5 separate regions of the Mus musculus genome follow, and all the other regions are linked to region 1. Evidence: chromatin contacts called from public HiChIP or PLAC-seq, Micro-C and promoter capture Hi-C data. All regions are on one chromosome and are shown on one strand. Each heading gives the region's core, a stretch centred on a gene start, on an enhancer-like site or on the middle of the called end of the contact. The rest is flanking DNA. Distances are from core to core; before and after follow the strand shown.

The links. Hi-C and Micro-C count contacts between places; a contact is called where the count stands out from the background. HiChIP or PLAC-seq counts read pairs in DNA pulled down with a chosen protein or histone mark. Capture Hi-C pulls out chosen DNA fragments and counts their contacts.
Region 2: a FOXA1 HiChIP or PLAC-seq map of pancreatic cancer cells shows a contact between it and region 1. The contact joins the enhancer-like site here to the promoter of Atrnl1 in region 1. A contact is called at or near these places in 2 of 39 promoter capture datasets (the 3T3-L1 cell line and hippocampal neurons) and 5 of 115 datasets of contacts at active chromatin or transcription factors (bone marrow-derived macrophages, embryonic hindbrain, embryonic limb bud and 2 more).
Region 3: a contact with region 1 is called in a Micro-C map of embryonic stem cells, with 3 times the contacts expected there. The contact joins the promoter of Tdrd1 here to the promoter of Atrnl1 in region 1. A contact is called at or near these places in 3 of 39 promoter capture datasets (liver, pre-B cells and second pharyngeal arch cranial neural crest) and 2 of 484 Hi-C or Micro-C datasets (both in embryonic stem cells).
Region 4: a contact with region 1 is called in a promoter capture Hi-C map of liver. The contact joins the promoter of Afap1l2 here to the promoter of Atrnl1 in region 1. A contact is called at or near these places in 1 of 39 promoter capture datasets (embryonic stem cells), 1 of 115 datasets of contacts at active chromatin or transcription factors (embryonic stem cells) and 1 of 9 other capture datasets (liver).
Region 5: a FOXA1 HiChIP or PLAC-seq map of pancreatic cancer cells shows a contact between it and region 1. The contact joins the enhancer-like site here to the promoter of Atrnl1 in region 1. A contact is called at or near these places in 7 of 39 promoter capture datasets (the 3T3-L1 cell line, the C10 cell line, cranial neural crest and 3 more), 1 of 484 Hi-C or Micro-C datasets (cumulus cells), 10 of 115 datasets of contacts at active chromatin or transcription factors (acute myeloid leukemia, astrocytes, cardiomyocytes and 7 more) and 1 of 9 other capture datasets (embryonic stem cells).

What each region holds. Positions count from the first base shown.
Region 1 is chr19:57,609,500-57,612,994 of GRCm38.p6, reverse strand. It overlaps Atrnl1 (attractin like 1), which reads right to left and starts at 1,961. Exons shown (of 29, transcript NM_181415.4): 1 at 1,352-1,961. The coding sequence starts at 1,641.
Region 2 is chr19:58,522,540-58,526,034 of GRCm38.p6, reverse strand. It overlaps Ccdc172 (coiled-coil domain containing 172), which reads right to left. Exons shown (of 9, transcript NM_029372.3): 4 at 71-187. Among named protein-coding and RNA genes, the nearest start is that of Ccdc172, 12 kb to the right of the region's middle. Within about 2 kb of position 1,789, at least 72 of the 459 cell types and tissues checked have an H3K27ac peak or open chromatin away from gene starts, as enhancers often do. A contact at or near this core is called in bone marrow-derived macrophages, extraembryonic endoderm stem cells and pancreatic cancer cells, where this site is marked.
Region 3 is chr19:56,824,228-56,827,722 of GRCm38.p6, reverse strand. It overlaps Tdrd1 (tudor domain containing 1), which reads right to left and starts at 1,514. Exons shown (of 26, transcript NM_001002238.2): 1 at 1,459-1,514.
Region 4 is chr19:57,006,863-57,010,357 of GRCm38.p6, reverse strand. It overlaps Afap1l2 (actin filament associated protein 1-like 2), which reads left to right and starts at 1,783. Exons shown (of 19, transcript NM_001177797.1): 1 at 1,783-2,207. The coding sequence starts at 2,192.
Region 5 is chr19:57,077,590-57,081,084 of GRCm38.p6, reverse strand. It overlaps Ablim1 (actin-binding LIM protein 1), which reads left to right. Exons shown (of 26, transcript NM_178688.4): 8 at 1,214-1,272. Among named protein-coding and RNA genes, the nearest start is that of Afap1l2, 71 kb to the right of the region's middle. Within about 2 kb of position 1,559, at least 140 of the 459 cell types and tissues checked have an H3K27ac peak or open chromatin away from gene starts, as enhancers often do. A contact at or near this core is called in astrocytes, extraembryonic endoderm stem cells and pancreatic cancer cells, where this site is marked.

The sequences.
Region 1 (3,495 bases), core at 712-3,211:
GGCACCTCTCTTTTTAAATTACTTTAAAGGTATCTGTAAAAGTTATGTATTCACTCCTAAAACTTTGAACTCTGGAAATACTTACTGCTCCAAACCAATTTTATGAAATTTCACCTAAGATTTCCCACCAAAACCAAAAACTAAAGAATAAAATCTACTTAAAATTTCAAAGTGTCATTTAAGACAAACATTTTTTTACACTTAATATGGGGTATTGCTCTAGCGAGCAACAGTAAAAATGTGGGAAAGAAAGTAAAGAAAACTATGCTGTGATTAAAACGCCAAGGAAACCACCCTGAAATAGATTAATAATGTCAGCCATATTCTTACCTTTGGCTCAAAGCCAGAGATACTTTACCTAGATTCTGCTTTCATCTCCACAACAAATACTAGCCATCTACATAGTATTATTTCACAACCACAATCAGCCGTAAACTTCATGTTAAATATCTAGGACAAGCTTTCTCGGTGACCGCTTTCCTGCAGTTTCTCAGAGAAACCCACTTCTCCGCCTTCCCAACGGCCACCCCACTTCTTTTTATAGAGGCAGAAATCTAATAAGCATCAGCCAATAGGGAGAAGTGTCTCTTCCCCAGAGATGCAGGCTCCTTAGCACCTTGCTTTTCAGCAAAACCAAACTGCTGTCCCCCATACACCTGTCAAAAGTCACACAAAGCCATGACTGTCCTGATAAACCCAACACCTCTAAATGCATATTCTGGAGTGAAGCTGGCTGGACTGGAATCACGACTCAGCATTTTCTGCATAACCTTGATCGAGTTAACTTAAATTGCTGCCTGGATTTCTCTCTGTAGGTTCTGGATAGAAGGCGTAAAATTCCAGTAAGTTATAGACTTATGGGGAAATGGGTGAGAGGACCAACCTAGAAACTTATAACAAGGTACAGATCGTAGTTTGCCCATTGTAAACCCTATTTACCACACTCGACGATTACTAAACCGAGGCGTGCTCTCTGACTAGAGGAACAGCACAGGGAAGGAGCTGGGCCACAACTTTAAACCCTGACGCCTCTGACTTCTCACAATGTTCATGGATTTTTCATGAGTTATTTCCTCCGTTTCTGATGGAAACAGATACTGTCCTAATTGGCGGAGTTTGGCACGAATTGGAGTGAGAACATTCTTTCTGCGCAGAGGATGACAAGCCGCTGAGGACATGCGGAAAGCACCGAGTCAGCCCGGGCTGGGCGCCTGCTGGAGCTCCCCGGGGCACCCGGAGGCTGGAGGGGCGCAGCGTAGGGCCCCCTCCCGGGGACCCCGAGGCCAGAGCGGGGCGGGGAGCTACGCTGGCGGGGCAGGGCTGAGGCTTGGGGTCCCACGGTAGCACTTACTTGAACCTGCCCTGGCAGTGCTGGCACTGGTCCCCAACCCAGCCCGGGTCGCACAGGCAGGTGGAGTTGACACAGCGACCGGAGAAGCAGGAGCCAGTCCTCTCGCAGGGCTTGGACTGGGACACCTGAGCATAGAGCGCCAGGTAGAGGAAGCCATAGCACAGCAGCCAGCTGTTCCCGTCCAGCAGCAGCCAGGAGGAGGCGCCCCCACCGCCCGCCGGCCGAGCCCTCCACAGCACCGGGGAGGCCGGCTGCGGGGCACCCGAGCGGGCCCGGACCCCCGGCTCCATCTTCCTCGGCGTCCCGGCTCGGCGGGGCTGCGCTCGCGGGAGCGCACGGGGATGCCGCTGAGCGGGGATCCCGGCCGCAGAGGACCTCGCCGCCGCCGCTGCTGTTCCTCGGCTCCTCAACGGCGCCGACCCCCGTCCCGCTGACCGGTCCGGAGCGGCGGATCCCAGGCGCGGCGGCCTCCGGTCGGCTGCCTCCAGTCACACTCGGGCATCGCCGCCCGCTCCCCTGACCTTGTCCTCGGCGAGCCGAACCCTGCAGCCACGGTAGCTCCGGGAGCGGAGCGAAGAGCCGGCGGCGCCCCGCGCTCCGGAGGGGACCCGAGGGGGAGGGGACCGGGCGGGAAGGGGGAGGGGACCCGCACGGCCCCGCCTCGCCCGCGCCCCGCGCCGAATGCCGAGGCTCGCCCGGGAGGGCGGGGCCGCGCGGGAGCCCCCGAGATGGGCGCGTCCAACAGGAGCACGCGGGGAGGGGAGGGCGGCTGTCGGTACCCGGCGGTACTCCTGCTAGCCTGAGATACCGCAGCAGCCTGCTTCCCTCCGTCCTCCAGACACAGTTGCTGTGGCCGCGGTCGCAGCCCAAACTGCGGAGAGACGTCCCCGCAGCCTTGTGCGTACGCACTCTCGTGGCCACTCCCCCCCCCTCGGTCCGGGCGCGGTGGTCTCGCCCGGCCCCTGACGGGGACCTGGGACTCCCCCGCGCGCCCACCCGGCCGGCGGGCACCGCTGGGAGTGCGTCCCCAGGTGTGGCCCGCGCCGCGGAGCCCACGGAGGAGAAACCCACTCCGACCTCGGGGCCTCGGCAGGAAGGCAACCTTGTACTCCGCGGGCTGCAAAAGTGAGGCGCCCGCCCCAGCGCTCCCCGAGTCTCCTGCACGTTTCTTCTTCTTCTTCTTTTTTTTTTTTTTCTTAAAAACTCCCAACTACACACAAAGAGCTGAGCATGTGCAGCCAGCAAAGTCTTAAAGGCACCGCGGTCTGACCACGTTATGGGGTGCAGGGACAGGGCGGAGTGGGGTGAGGGGCTGCATGGGGCGCGAAGCTGCTCCCGTGGGGCGACCTCAGCCGCGGCGGCTCTTTATCGCCCAATCGGGGCTCCTCATGCCCAACAAAGAACTGCTCCGAGAGCCACCCCTCCCGACGCTGCCTCGGAACCTCACCAAATCTTCTTTTCTCTTGTCTATGTTTCCTCCTTCGTCTGGGACACTATTCTCTCTTGAAAAATGTTGCGACATCGGGGCTTTTTTTTTTCCTTCAGAAAAGCAGAAGTGATTTCCAGAAAGGGCCCTTTCCCGTTTTCAGCGGCATCTATTTCTTCCTTGAGATGACTTTCCAAGATTTAATTGCATAAGCTGAGATATGTCTTCTACTTTTCTCTATACGGGCCTGTTAGCTGAACCCTTGAGAGGAAGCTGTGCACAAATTGCAGGCAAGCACCCTCGAGAGTTGTTGGAGCTCCACCAAGGAGCAGGCGGTACGAACAAGATTGTGAAACTCACCAGACATTTCTGACAGCTGGAGCAGAAAAGTTTTGGTTGTAACCACAGTCATAATATTATTGTTAAGATTCACTCCGAGTTTATTTTGGGAATAATGTACCCACGTCATCTCTTTTAATCTCCATCATCCCAATTCACAGAGAAAATCCTCTATTAACCCCATTTCGCAGATGAGGGAATAGCATGAGAAAGGCTGAGGTGCGTGTTGGTAGCAGAAACGGATCAAGTCCTCTAACTTGTGTGCGTTTTCAATGTTTATCAGCCCACTTCTGTTTGCAGCTGCTTTGTTCTCCTTTGGTGAATAAAACATAAGTGCTGGCTGGCTTGGTTTGCAAATACCTCAGCAATGACTTAAGAG
Region 2 (3,495 bases), core at 540-3,039, 910 kb before region 1:
GCACATACTGAAACGCCTTTGACACAGTTAGATTGCTGACTGAGATGTTTCTCAGTGGCTGGAGACTTACGCAGGCTTGGAGCAGTGTGTCCCGCTCGCTGATAATCTCACTGAGCTGTCTCTCTAATGCGTTTTCATGGGTTTTCAGAAGCTCTAAGAGGAAAGATTTCTCAGACAACTGCTGAACCTTCAAAAGGAAAATACAGAAATCAGAACGAAGCAAATGGATACAGATCTGAGGGCTCAGTTAATTGAACAGGCCTGCAATTGTTACATACGACTCCCTGCATGCACTGCTCTAAGTGACTGCCGGTCCTGAGCTCAGTGTCCTCACAGCTTACAGAGTAGACAGACTCTGGGCTCCTGAGGGGCACAGCTGGTTTCTTTTTCCTCCCACATTCAGCACAAGTGTTAGCTGAGTACTGCAGCATCTGACCATGCACACTGAAGCCCACGTCTGGACAGCTTGTTTCAAGGAGCAGGCTTCTAGTCTCACAACTTAGAAAGAATCAATCGCTGTGACCACCAAACATGGGAAAATCTCTACAGCCCAGACCCAGGTTTATGACGTTAACTATGCATAAAGTAGACGTAAATTTGGCTAAATATCCCAAATACATTTTGAGAACCCAACCTTTGAATTTTACCCATTTACTCAGGGGTCTTATTTTTAGAGGCTCAGTGGTAGGTAGCAAGGTCAGCACTGGCAGGTGGCTGAAAGCTAAGGAAGCGAAATCCATCCTTGCCTCTTGCAGGCATTCACCCAACAGATCCTTACAAACAGGATCAGAGACCACCATCTCCCCCTCCCTCCCAAAAATTTAACTTTTGTGCCCCATTTTATTCTAAAGAGCAAAAGATTTCATAAGCACCGATATTATTTCATTTGGACTTTAAAAACAGTTCCTTCTGAGACAAAGTCAGAATGAAAGGCCAAGAAACTAAAATAGTTTGTCTGCAGCATTCAGTACTGGTCCTCATGACAGTGTGTTACCTCCAGCTTGGGGCTGTTCTCATCTCTACAGAGAAAAGAAAAATGATATAAATTCAACTTAAATTGCAGAAAGCAAGATTTATGTTAGTTATAAGAACTTCCTCAAGGTGAGAGACGGGTTGTGAAATCTGTGTCCCAGAAGACACTGAGCAGTAAAGAGCCTGGGAGCAGTCTATTCCAGAGCCACGGGGTTGGCTTCAAAGACATTTTGAAATATTACAGCTAGTAAGTCCTAGGAATACTGGCATTTAGAAAAAAATAGCTGACGTGAAATAGAAACACGATCTTCCATTTCTATAAGGTGTAGCACAGCCGCCCGACCTGGGTCCTGGGTGCAGTTCCCATCAACCGTATCTGAAGACACAGACACAGATAAAGACATACATTTGCATGACTGAGGTAATGCCTGAAACCCCCGGGAGGACAGTGAGGGGCTTCGTGTCCCTGATGCAGAATCAGGAAATGCAGTTTCCAGACTTTAACGTCACACGCAAGGCAGCAGGGCAGACAAGGAAAGGATCAAAGCAGCCCCTCATTTGTTCAGTGTAAGAACACGACGACGCTTCATTGCTGTTATACAAAGGAGACTAAGATCAGCCCACAAGTTCAAGATTTTATAAAGGACGTTTAATTGATTAGGGGTAAGCATGGGGTTAAAATCCAGGTCTCTCAGCATCCTTCTTGCTAAATCACGGCATTAAAATGGAAATGCTAAAGCTGCCTCTGAGTAATTCTGATAATAAAAAGAACTTCAGCACCACTGCCCATAACAATGCTTCAGACACAGATGAGTCAGCAGTGCCCAGCCGTGTGACACTGTGACTCAACAGTGTCTCAGACACAGATCACGTTGGAAAACTGTACACGTGAGTTACCAAAAAAAAAAAAAAAAAAAAAAAAGAGAGAAAAAATGGCAAATGAGTCTCGTATTTTCCTTAAGTGTCCTGGACTAAGGGGCGGGCACTCAGGCTGCAGGCTCTGGTTAATGTGCTAATAGTACACATTCAGGATTGACATTCTTGACTTCTGTTTCTGATACGGATTCTCAGAAAACAGAGGGTGGAAGGAAAAGAACCAACTGCACAAAGTCGTCCTCTGAGCTCCACACACTCACAGCCACACCCACCCATGCTTACTCACTCACTTTCTCCTTCACACAGACACACACACACACACACACACACACACGCACTTTTTTTAACACTCGTGACAACCAAGGGGAAAGCACAACAGAGGAAGTGGGAGAAGGTGGAAAGTCACTGCCCCGAAGGGAGATGGGCTTCCTACATGCCGCCTCCCAGTGCTATGGTCATCAATGGGTCAGGGTACAGATGAGGTGACACTGAAATTGGGTGACCTGGCTCTATTCTTTATTAGAACTTAAGAGACAAGCACTTGGCTTTGCCTGGTTCTTTGCTACGTGTAAGTTTTGCCTTCAGGAGCAACAGCTTAATCCCAGGTGTGGGGTATGGGCGGCAGACTGTCCACAGCAGCTGACTATGATTTGCCTCCTGCTCTGGTGGGGATGTGATCTTTCCAGCTGCAAACAGTTTCTGCAATTGTGTGATGTTGGGAATTTTGGGAACATTTCAGAGTGTATATAGATGCTAGGATCCTGAGAGATAAGGTGAAATGTTGGTGGGTTTTTGGCTGGTTGCTGTTGGTTGTGATCTGTTAAGTAGTTGTACACAAAGAAACAAGAAGAACTGAGATGTTCTGATGGCAGAAATGACCCATGCCCCCAGGACCTCAAGGCTGTACTCAGCAGGAAGCCGTCTAATGATGACTTCGACCCCTCACTGACCCTGGCTTTATTCAGGGATCTCTTCCTTCACTCTCCATCCTTTTTTCTCTTGTTTAGTGTTAGGAAATTGAAAGGGTGGAAGAAAGAAGAACCCACAAAGTAACCAGAGTCCAGCTACATATAATCCTGACTTACTCACAGGATGAGTGTACTACTCACTCACAGAATTACTGTCTTGCAGACGTCTTACCTCTGCTTTGTTACAAGATAACAGCCAAGGAGGGATCTGATAGGGAAATACTGTAAAGCCACAAACTGTACTGTGTGAGAAATGATTTCAGACGTATCAAGTTTGAGCTGAGACACTAACATGCCTATGGCAGTGTGAGCCGTTTAGTCTACAGTAAACAGAAACTAAAGAAATTATTGACTCTGTCTCCTAAATTGCTCCTGACCTCAAGAGACAGCATGCAATATAAAGAAAGGGGTGGGAAGTTCCTAATGGCAGGAACACAGATTTCTCTTTCTTACCTCTGTCTGTTTCCTGACTGAAAATGAAAATATTTGTATAAAGCCTTAATGTTGCATTCTAGACCCAAATGGCCAACCTTTGTCAGAAAGTGTCACTGTTTTGGTACAATTTAGCTTACAGCAGTGCCATCTCCCTTGTTAAGTCTGCCTCTTTCAGTATTAAAGGCTTCCCCACCCCTGCTCATTCCTCTTGGATACTGAGCTGACTTATCTGGTGGCTAGGTCT
Region 3 (3,495 bases), core at 265-2,764, 780 kb after region 1:
ACAATGACTAGCCTAGTCTTCTCCCTCCAGTTCAGAGCCGAGGCCTTAGAGAGGTCCTGCGTGGAAGGATTAGTGTGCACTCAGAAACTCGCAGGTCCAACGCCTTTCCTCTCCTCAAGTTTGTTCTTGCCTTCCTGGTGACTTTGTGCATTCCAGGAGAGACATTTTAGAGCTGTAAAAGCCAATGGCTCGGTAGACCAAGAGCCTGAGCAGAAATCAGGCCCAAGCCCCACCTTCCTCATTTAGCTATGCTATTTTCCTTAAAACGGCTTCATCTTTCTAGGATTCAGCAACTATAAAATGCAGGCAGAAGCAGTAGCTTCCTCCTAGATACTACCATGAAGATTAGACAAGGGGCAAGGATTTAAACCACTCAGGGAAAGGGGGGCTGCTTTCTAACACCCTCCTCCCCGCAAGGAGCAGCAAACAATTCATTTGTGGGACAAGGATGGACGGGCATGCGCATAGTTGCGTGTATGCGCACGCCGAAAATCACTATCACAAATACGTACTCCCCAGACTTTCTTTGTGTCATGAGGAACAAGGTTACAAGATTTCGTTTGCTGCCCTTGAATTTGTTATCCTTTGTGCCTCCCACCTCAGTGTGGAGTGAGATTTTGGTGGTAAACCATGACCAGGAGGGGTTGCACGTTTAAGATAGGTGTACTCTCATGGTTAAAGTACATTACTTTTAAATGCAAGTGACTAGTAGATGGGAATAGTTGCCACCTTCCATCCACCATATCCGACTCGGGCCCAGCACCCACCTGATATACCTACTTAGACTACTGCAGTCTGCTTAACTCCGGAGGCCTAATAGAGAAACTTACTTACACCTGAGGTCTAGGAAAGGCAAGGCAAGTGCCAAGAGTGACCCAGCAGAAGTTAGTCATCTCACTTTATAAACCTGGTAATCCTACTGATTCTATAGGAGGCAAAAGGGTTTAGGGAAAGAATCTATAAAGTTGGCACTCTAGCTGTGACTTCAACCAAAGCACTGAATCCACAAGTCTTCGAGTGTGGAAAAACACACACATACACTTTGACACTTTAAAAGCGCCGTTTCCAAACCGTGCACGGGGCCTCTGCTTGCCCATATCCCAGTTCCTGGGCTCTGCTCCCTATAACCCAGCCAGAATCCACTCACACCCATTGCTCTGGGACAGCCCCGGGGTCTCTGCCCTTCCAGCCTGTCCCCAACGTGCAGCTCCTGTGCCCGCCCAACGCCCGCCCGGTGTAACGCCCGACCTCAACGTCCAGCTCTGGACTTCCGGCTCCCAACGACCCACGCCCGAGACCGTCTTGGAAACCGAGCTCCGGAGCCCGGGCGCCCTGGACCGCCTGACCCAGAAAAAGAAGAAAGGGCGCTGGCCCGGACTGGTTTCTGAAGCTGACCACTCATGCTGGCGTTTGCCCTACCCCGCAGCTCCGAGGTCCAGGAGCTCCACCCGTGCTCACCTCGCCTCGGACGCTCAAAGCCGCCGCGTGGTGCGGGGCCCGCGCCTGCGCAGTTTACTCCCACGTGCGCGCAGCCCCACCCACGCGCCCAGTGCAGCCGAGCCTGCGGAGCTGCTCTGATTGATCACCCGCAGGTGCTTGGTGGTGGTGCAGGCTCACCCAGGAATTTCTAGCTTTACAGGAATTTCTAGCTTTCTCTAGAAAGGTGTCCCGGAGGCCGCGCTGAGAGTCACTGAGGTTGCTATTTTAACTAGGTGAGGGACTTTTGGTTTTCCAGCTTACTCTCCTGGGCCTGCCTCCTCTGGAAACTAAACACGCCAGACCCAGGCCCCCAAACAGTCACTTCTTGAATGTTAAGAAGCAATGCTCAGATTTATGTCTTTGTTCTTTTTACATTTTCACTTATTTTGTGCCATGGCACATATGTGGAAGTCAGGGCACAACTTTTGGGAAGTCGGTTCCTTTGTTTTGAGACTGTATCTCATTATGTAATCTCTAGCTGGCCTGTTACTTGGATGTAGACCCTGAGCACAGAGACCCACGTGCCTCTGTCACTTGCAATGTTGACCGGGTTGGCCGTGAACTCAGAGATAACCAACCACCTGTGGTTCTCTGGAATGCTGGGGTTTTAAAGGCATGGACTACTGTTATGTCTCAAACCCAGGACGAATGGTTGAGTGCCTATTTAATATATCAAATTGGACCTGGCTGATAGGTTCTCCCAGCATCCCTCAGTCCCTACCTGTTACAGGGTATGACTGGCATACCCCACCCCCAACCCCTAAACTTCTCCAGCCCAGGGTCTGGGCTGCTCTTCCCCCAGCTGCCTTTCCCTATATAATCTGGCCATGTTGGTTCTCCAGGCTTTTGTCTACCCTTTTCTCTCCTGGCTCTCCCTCTCCCCGGCTCCTCACAGAACCCAGGTCAGGGTCAGGTTCCCTCTGGACTCTCTTAGATGTCTCTGTCTCTGCTCTCCCTCATGTCTATAATAAACCTCCTACTACACCATACCTAGGAGCAGTCATGTCCTTCCTTTTTTAATTTCTTTTTCTCTCTTTTCCTTCAGCTATCATGCCGGTCATTATCTTTTCTTCATTTTTATTAATTTCTAGAATATAGAAAAAGAAGAGTTCTCATTGGTGAGGTTACAATCAGTTTCTCCTAAAACAAACATGTTTGAAACTGCTGTTATTAACGAAGCCCATGATTTGTTCGGATTCCTGCCCTGCTTCTATACATCTTTTTAGCCAGAATCTAACATCACATTTAGCTATCTTCCCATAGCCAAGGCAGTTTCTCCTGATTGACAGCTTCCAGGAGCACCGAGGAGGCTTTTGGAAGCATCCTCCTGGTCCTGGGGTTTGTCTGATGCACTTGATAGGAATGGAGTATGAGTTGTTTGGAAGACTACAGAGGCAAAGTCACACTTTTATTGTAGGATACTGTCTGATACATTTTATGAACATGATTCACAATAATGAATAACAGGCGTCATCATATGACTGACATTTATTACATTTCTGCCCCGTAAAGTTTCCCCCTTTCCACACAATGTGATAGAGGAGAAAGTCGTTATGCCCCACCTCTGAACAGAATATGTCCTACGCTATTTTACACACTTCTTGCTCCAAACTCGTAGCCACGCCTTGTAACTTTTCAGTCCAGGCTCTTTGGTGGAAAATAGAGATGTGGAGAGTAAGGGTGTGCGTTAGGCTGTTGGGATTCTTTTCAGTAGTCACCCATCACCCCCAGGACTGAATTCCAGGCCTTCCCCCATGCTAAGGCAAATATTGTAGCACCGACTTCTCCATGAAAAAAATAAATCTCCAATTTCATCGTGATATTTCTAAATCCAAATGTAGGATTGCTGTAACTTTAGCTTGTTCAAAACCGATTTTTAATGATGGCTCTTAAACACTTTAGCCTCCCTTGGAGCCCACCACCCACCAGAGTTAGTGGAAAAGAAAGGATATGGGGGTTGTGGGGGGAGAGTGGACCTGTTTAGAAAGGTTCTTTGGAGCAACTCCCATCTGTGTT
Region 4 (3,495 bases), core at 534-3,033, 600 kb after region 1:
TTTGGAGACAAGGAAGGGTTAATGAACTTGGCAAGACACGGACGAGAGCCTTGCTGGCCTAGAAGGGGGTGCCATGCTTTCTTGAAGGGCAGAAACAGGTGTCAGAGGATTTGGGGGAACAGCACTGCCCAGTTAATGTCACAGGAAAGCCTGAGGTAAAGGCTGTGAGGGAAGTAGGATTTGGAGTCAGGAAACCTGGGCTCTGCCTGGTTTGTGTCCTGACTCTGTAAAATTACACAAGTCTCACTTCTTTGTGTGCTCGTTTGTAGAGTGGAGACCCTTTAACCCTAGGGGTGTCAGCCAGGGCCAAGCTTTCTTCAGCCTTCAGTGTGAAGGTTAGCTCGGAAGCCCTGCTGAGTGGGGCCTGACCTGCTCACTCAGCTTCAGCAGGCAGGGCAGGAGTCTGGCCAAAAGTGACCAGTGACCACAGACTTGAGGCTTCTTTTCCAATACTGAGCATTTCAAAGAAAACCCAGGGCTCCACTGAGAGTAGTCTGGAACCACCACAGAACGGAGGGTGTGTGCCCTGCTGGGCCATTTGCAAGAGGAAGAAAGGGGTAGGAATGAGAACACTAAGGCAGAAACACAGCTGCTCGACTGTTTGAGGGCTACTGTACAGGAGGCCAGCGGAATACCTCTTCCTACCCTGATTCTCTTGGGAGATGCCCATTCTTGCTGCCAACTGTGTGTGTGTGTGTGTGTGTGTGTGTGTGTGTGTGTGTGTGTGTGTACTTGCATGTGTGTTCATGTGCATGTGGCATGTGGAGGTCTCTGACCTACACACATAAGACTTGGAAGTAGGCATCCCTAGGGCTCCTCCCATGTGACTTTGTCCACCCCCTTCCCCCTAAACTTGTTTATACTACAGGAGACAGACAGCGACCTGCTACCTCAGGGTGAATGGGCAAACTGAAAGGCTGGGGTTTTGCAGCCCTGAGCGAGGCTCCTGGCTGGCTAGGAGGGCTCTGTTCACGTGAGCTGCTGCTCTAACTAGGAAAAGTGTTTGTGCAGATCGCTGGGCGGAAGATCTGCAGAGATCAAAGCTGACTCTGCTGCTCCAAGGAAGCATGAAGGGGGCTCTCGGAAAACAACAAACCTTCCCTAAGTGTATATTCCGGGCCTTTGTCGAGAGTCCAAGCATGGTTTAAAAAGTGAAATCCGAAAGTTTAAAAGAAAACGTAGCCGGGCGTGGCGGCGCACGCCTTTAATCGCAGCACTTGGGAGGCAGAGGCAGGCGGATTTCTGAGTTCGAGGCCAGCCTGGTCTACAAAGTGAGTTCCAGGACAACCAGGGCTATACAGAGAAACCCTGTCTCGAAAAACCAAAAACAAACAAACAAAACAAACAAAAACCCCATAATCTTTGGAGAGGATTTAGGAATTTGGAAGGATTGGAGGGAATCAAAAGAAAAGGATTAAATGTGTTCCGAGGTGAAAATAACCTCGGACAGGTGCCATCTTTTCTTGAAGACCAGGCTTGCTGAGGAGGCTCCAGACACTGTAATCCTCCTCAGGAAAGCCTAGGCTAAGACGCCCATAAAATCTGGGCTCAGGCAGCAGGCTACAAGGAGGTCATTTCCTGTGCTCTAAAGTGTGCACGATGTACAGGTGCCAGGCAAGGTGGACTGAAAGCCGGCCCCCAGCGGCTTCTAAATTCAAGGAGCTAATCCAGGAGGGCCCAGGATGTGGGCGCACTGGCTTGATGGATCAAGCAGGAGGCGCTCTAGGTCCGTCTCCACCTCCCCGCTGGCCCTCAGTCTCCTCCTCCCGGCATTGGGTTCGCAGTCTCAACACTGGAGAAAACAGATCTTGGTGGAGACCTACGGGAGCTCGCTGTTCCCGGAGTCTTCCCCGGGCTTTGAGGACGTCCCAGGCTCTTTCTTTCGCGCCGCCGCCCTCGGGCCAACTTGGAGGAAGTGATCTGCGTTCGGGACGGGGAGCCCAGTGCGGGGTGCGTGAGGACCAGAGCGCTGATTGTCCTGACCGGCTGTGGAGATCCCTGGCGGGGTCCAGGGCGGCTCGGGTGGAGTCAGGATCGGAGGGCTAGGGGCGCGGCGGCCACTCCGGGAGGTCGGGCGGCGAGCGTGACTTCACTGGGAGGGGCCAGCGCTCAGCGGGGGCGCGGAGCCCAGCGCGGAGTCCAGCGCGGAGAACTCAGCGCGGAGCCGATAGCAGCGCACACCGTGCCCGGGATGGAGCGCTACAAAGGTGAGGGCGCAGGGCGCACCTACTTGCTCCGGGTATCCCGGACTCAGGTGTCCAGAACGGACAGTCTACGCCCAAGGGACCGCAGCCCTAGAGAGGGCGACCGAGGAGTCACGAACAGGGCGGTGGGCTTCTGGGCGTAGAATGCCGTCCGTGCTATTTGATACTCCTGGGCCCCTGGGGCAGAGGTCTCTGCTTGGAGGTCAAAGTGAGGCTTCTCACCTGTTGGAGAACCGAGGGTGTGTCCTGAGCCATCCCGTCACCCCCAGTTTCAGTTTGCCTTGGGGAAAAGATGTCTACAGTCGAGGGGGGCCCTAGTAAGGTCTCAACAGTAAGGGGCTGCTGGGGGCAAAGGGGCGAGTTGTAGGGCTCTTTCTATGGATGCTGCCTTGTTGAGGGGCTTCTTGCAGATTCCCGGAAAAGTCTTGTCCGGTAGCAGAAAAAACTCCTAATGTGGTGGGGTGGCGTGCTATTCTGTTCTTGACAAGGTCCGTCTCTCTACCACTTTGTAACCTGCCTCGCCATGCCCTTTGCGGATCCTGCACCCCAAAGCTGCGTGGGGGGGGTGTGAGTTAGGAGCCCAGTGGACTGCCCAGCAGGTGGAGCGCCCGTAGGCGTCCTGGCAGCTGAGCGAGCTTGGATTTGGCTCTGGCCAGGGATCTTGGCCAAACCATGGTGGGAGGGCCGGTCCGGATATGCCCGAAGGGTTTTGGAGCCCCAGGGCTGGAATCCAGAAACCTCAGATAGTAGGTCCTTTGAAAAGGGGGTTCAAGGTGCTGCCCCTGAGGCAGATGCGTCGGTGCGCCCCTACATGCCTCCCTCTGGGAAAAGGGTCTTGTACTCGCTCTTTTTAGGGGTTGTCTAAGTTAAGCCTGCAAGGGGAAATTCTGCCTCTGCACTTATTTTCCCATGGGAGGGTAATAAGGCAAACGCTCAGGTTGCCAAGGAATCTCGATCTCCCTCTATGGTTTCTTATTTATGGAACTCACATAAGGGAACTGTGCGGGCAGGCTTTAGTTTCCTAACGTAGTCTTTTTAGTGACTCACCTGTGAATGCAGGGTCAGGGCTCTGGAGTCAGCGGGGTAGGGGAGGAGCGCCAGGAGAAATCACTTAGCCTCTCTCCCCCGTCTATCCGGGAGGTCTTGTCTTAGTTCTGATGGAATCTGGTCAGTTTGTGAGGGAAAGGCTGAAGTTGCCCTCATGCAGTCTCGAATATTGGCGGCCACAGCCCCTCTCTTGGTAGAAGAGAGGCGGCTCTTGCTGCTCCCCACTTAGGGAGGGAACCTGGGG
Region 5 (3,495 bases), core at 310-2,809, 530 kb after region 1:
CCTGTTATGTATGCATCCAGTCTTACACAATCATAGCACAGGGGCTGAAGTTTCAAGATAAGGACTTTAAGCTTTTTTAAAAAATGGAACAGAGTTTATTTAGGGCATGGGGAGGGGAATTGAGGATGGAGTAGAGATAGAGAAAGGCAGAGAGAGGGAGAGGGGACAGGGGACAGGTTGGGGGAGGGGGAAGGGGAGTGGACAGAGTAGAGAGGGGAGAGGAGAGGCCAGCCAGGAACATGTAGAGAGAGAGGGGAGAGGGGAATAGGGAAGAGAAGAAGGGACAGAGAGGGTGAGAGTAGGAGAGTAAGAGCATAAGAGAGACTTCCAGCTTTTTAATTCTTTGATACCTGTGTCACCCATGAAGGTTCTTCGAAGTCTGAGAAAGGGAGATCTTAGAAGCAGGAACAGAAAATCCACCTCGGTCATTACTTGACTCATTGAAGCCAAAGGATTTTGTTCCTGTTACTTAATTAAAAAGTTGAAAGATTTATAAACTAAGTTTAACAACGTTGCCAGTTGATCTGATTTCTCCTCTAAGTGTGGGCAACTATAGAAATAGAAGAATGAGGGGTGAGAGGCGCCTCAGTGGTTAAGAGCACTATTTGCTCTTCCAGAGGTCCCAAGTTCGATTCCTAGCAACCACATAGTGGCTTACAATCATCTGCAAAAGAATCGGATGCCCTCTTCTGGTGTGTCTGAAGACAGCGACAGTGTACTCACATATATAAAATAAAATAAATAATCCTAAAAAAAAAAAAAAAATGAAAGCTTCAGTAGGTTTTACACCTGGACCTGGGCCATTGAGTTTGACTCTACTTCTCTTCATTAAGTGGCTTGGGTGTTTTGATGGTTACTTATGTAAACATGGCTTTAATTCTAAGATCAAGTAGAACCAGTAGTAAGGACTCAGGTCTCAGGTGTTACTTTTTAAAGAACAATGATTTATGTTTTAAAAAGAAAGACAATGTAACCCTATTAAAAGGGAAACATCTCTTGTGTGAGGCTGCTCTCAGACTCCATTCTGTGGCCCTCCATTGTGCCCTGTGTACAGCAAGTTCAGAACTCACTCAAAGGGTAGAGTTGACTTCACGGTCAGAGGTCACATGTGGGACCCTGTGCTGGGGAGGGAGGGGTCTGTGGAAAGTCTGCTTAACAGGACTGTGCCTTCTTTCCATTTCCTCTATTCCCACAGTTCATTCTGTCTTTCCAGGTTCTACCGTGTGGCATCCCGACTGTAAGCAGTCCACTAAGACAGAGGAGAAGCTGCGGGTAAGGAAGGGGTCAGAATGGGATGCTCTGGAGGTCACCACTGTGTGCTCACTAGTTCCTGGGCTTTGGGGAAGTGCTTCTCATGGGCTCTTTTTTTTTTTTTTTTTTTTTTTTTTTTTTTCCTTTATAGAAAACCTGAGGCCAAAGTCCAAATGGCCAACTAAGAGGGTTCCCTCCCACCATAAATATGTTCTATTGTTGTTCTTAAGCTTGTGTTGGACTCTGTTGGCCTTATCTTGGCAGTCAGTGACTTAGGAAAGTACCCAAAAGTCGTACAGCTAGGGGAAAATGATTCATCAAGTAGCCATGGTAACCCTCTTGGCTTAAACCACCATGCACTGTTTTGCCCCAGACTCTGTAACTATTGCTTAGCTCTGGTGTGTTTTGCTCATTTCTGAAATCCAAATTCAAAAGAGCAGCCTCTAGCTCCAAAGGATACAAGTCACTCAGGCATAAAACCTTATGCTTATGGCAAGGATAATGCTGCCATCAGCTCTATGATTGGTCAGTCCTCAGAGCCGTCCTAGAGGGCAGAGTTCCACTTCCGGAGTTGTAAAGCCCAGACTCTAACCTAGAGCCTGGCCTTGGTCCAGATTTTCACGCAGGGCTGACTTTTCCTCACAGTGATAATCAGGCTTGATCCCAGCCCCTCTGTTAAGAGTCCCAGGGGAAGGAAAATGGAGTCTGACTTTAATCTTCTTGCTGTCCCAAGGAAAGAATGGTTTAGATTTATTTTTGAGCTGGACTCAAGACTCATGAACCCCCTGGGCCTACCCTTAGGCGGCGCCCATCAAAGGAACAGTTAGTGGATTTTTCAGGTCCCTTCGCTGCCCCCTCTGGACTTGTAGGCCCTGTTTTCTTATCTCCTTTTGACTCTCATCACTGGCATACATGCATGCACGGGAGCCTTTACTTTGTATTTTGTTATTAGCGGCAGGCTTTACGTAGAGGAAAGAGAAAATCTCGGAATAATTGAGGGCCAGGGGAAAGCAGAGGGATGTGCCTGCCGATATCGGAACGGTTTTCCCTGCTTCTGACATGCAGCTTCAGTATACACACACACACACACACACACACACGCACACACACACGCACACACAGCTAATAACTAATGGCCCCCTAAGTCCATTCATCCACCAGGTAGACTGAGCTTGGAATTTGGAGGAAGCACGGGTATTCAAGCAACAGGCTACCTTCCCAGAGCGTTGGCACTGGTGCCTGTGGACACTTTGTTCCAGGGATATAAAACTGCACTGGGGCTCCTGCCCAAAAACCACCCAAGGAGCCAGGCATCCATCCATCCCACCTCTACAGGGTGGCTTTTGTTTTCGAAAGAATCCCGCATCCCCCACCCCCCCTTTTTCAAAAAACTTCATCCCTGATGAAGTCTTTGTGCGGAATGGAGAGGAATGTTAATGAGGCCAGACGGAATGGGCCAGGCATATTTTCTCTGTAAGGATAGCTGCAGTTTGCAGAGCCTCTCCCTAAAATGATCAGAAAACAAAGCAAACCCTTGAACACATCTCCACGGAACTCTCTAGGGAAGCTTATGGAAAAAAATGAATAAAAGATTTCACTGGCTCTGGCCAAGAGGAATGGTCTTCCTTTGTTTTGTCCCTTCCGTAAGCTTTGCAGAAAATTGCAGTGCTTTTCTCTCCGTGATGCCCTCCCTGGGAGGCAGGCTGGCTCGAAGTCACCATCATCCATAGGAAGGGGCTGGCCTCACCTGAGGGAAGTGGCTCCGGCCCAGAGTTGGGGTATAGGCTGATGCTGGTGAGGCTTAGAGTGGGGTACATTTTCAACAGAGGAATTAATCTGGAGTGCCTGAAGGGTGTGTCTACGCACACTTCTTGAGCCAAGATTTCCTGGCCTTTTAATCACATGTCAAATTAGAGCAGTTTCCATAGCAAAATGAAAATGTTTGAAGACTCTGAGCAATGCCAGAGTGAGCCATGTTCTTGATATTTAAGAACTCACTCACAGGGCGTTTGTAATGATGGTCTTTGGGTCCCTCCTGGGGCATCTTGTCCTTGTGCCATAAGCACAACAGTGTCAAAATAATTGCAAAGGACTCAGTGAGGGGGTCAGGATATAGATAAGAATATAGTAGATAAATATGCTGTGATTTGGAGACCAGTTGATATTCACTTCATAGGGCCCCAGATTGACCCCTGAAGCTGCACACATGTCCGTCAGTTGCTATTTACTTAATGCTAGTTACCA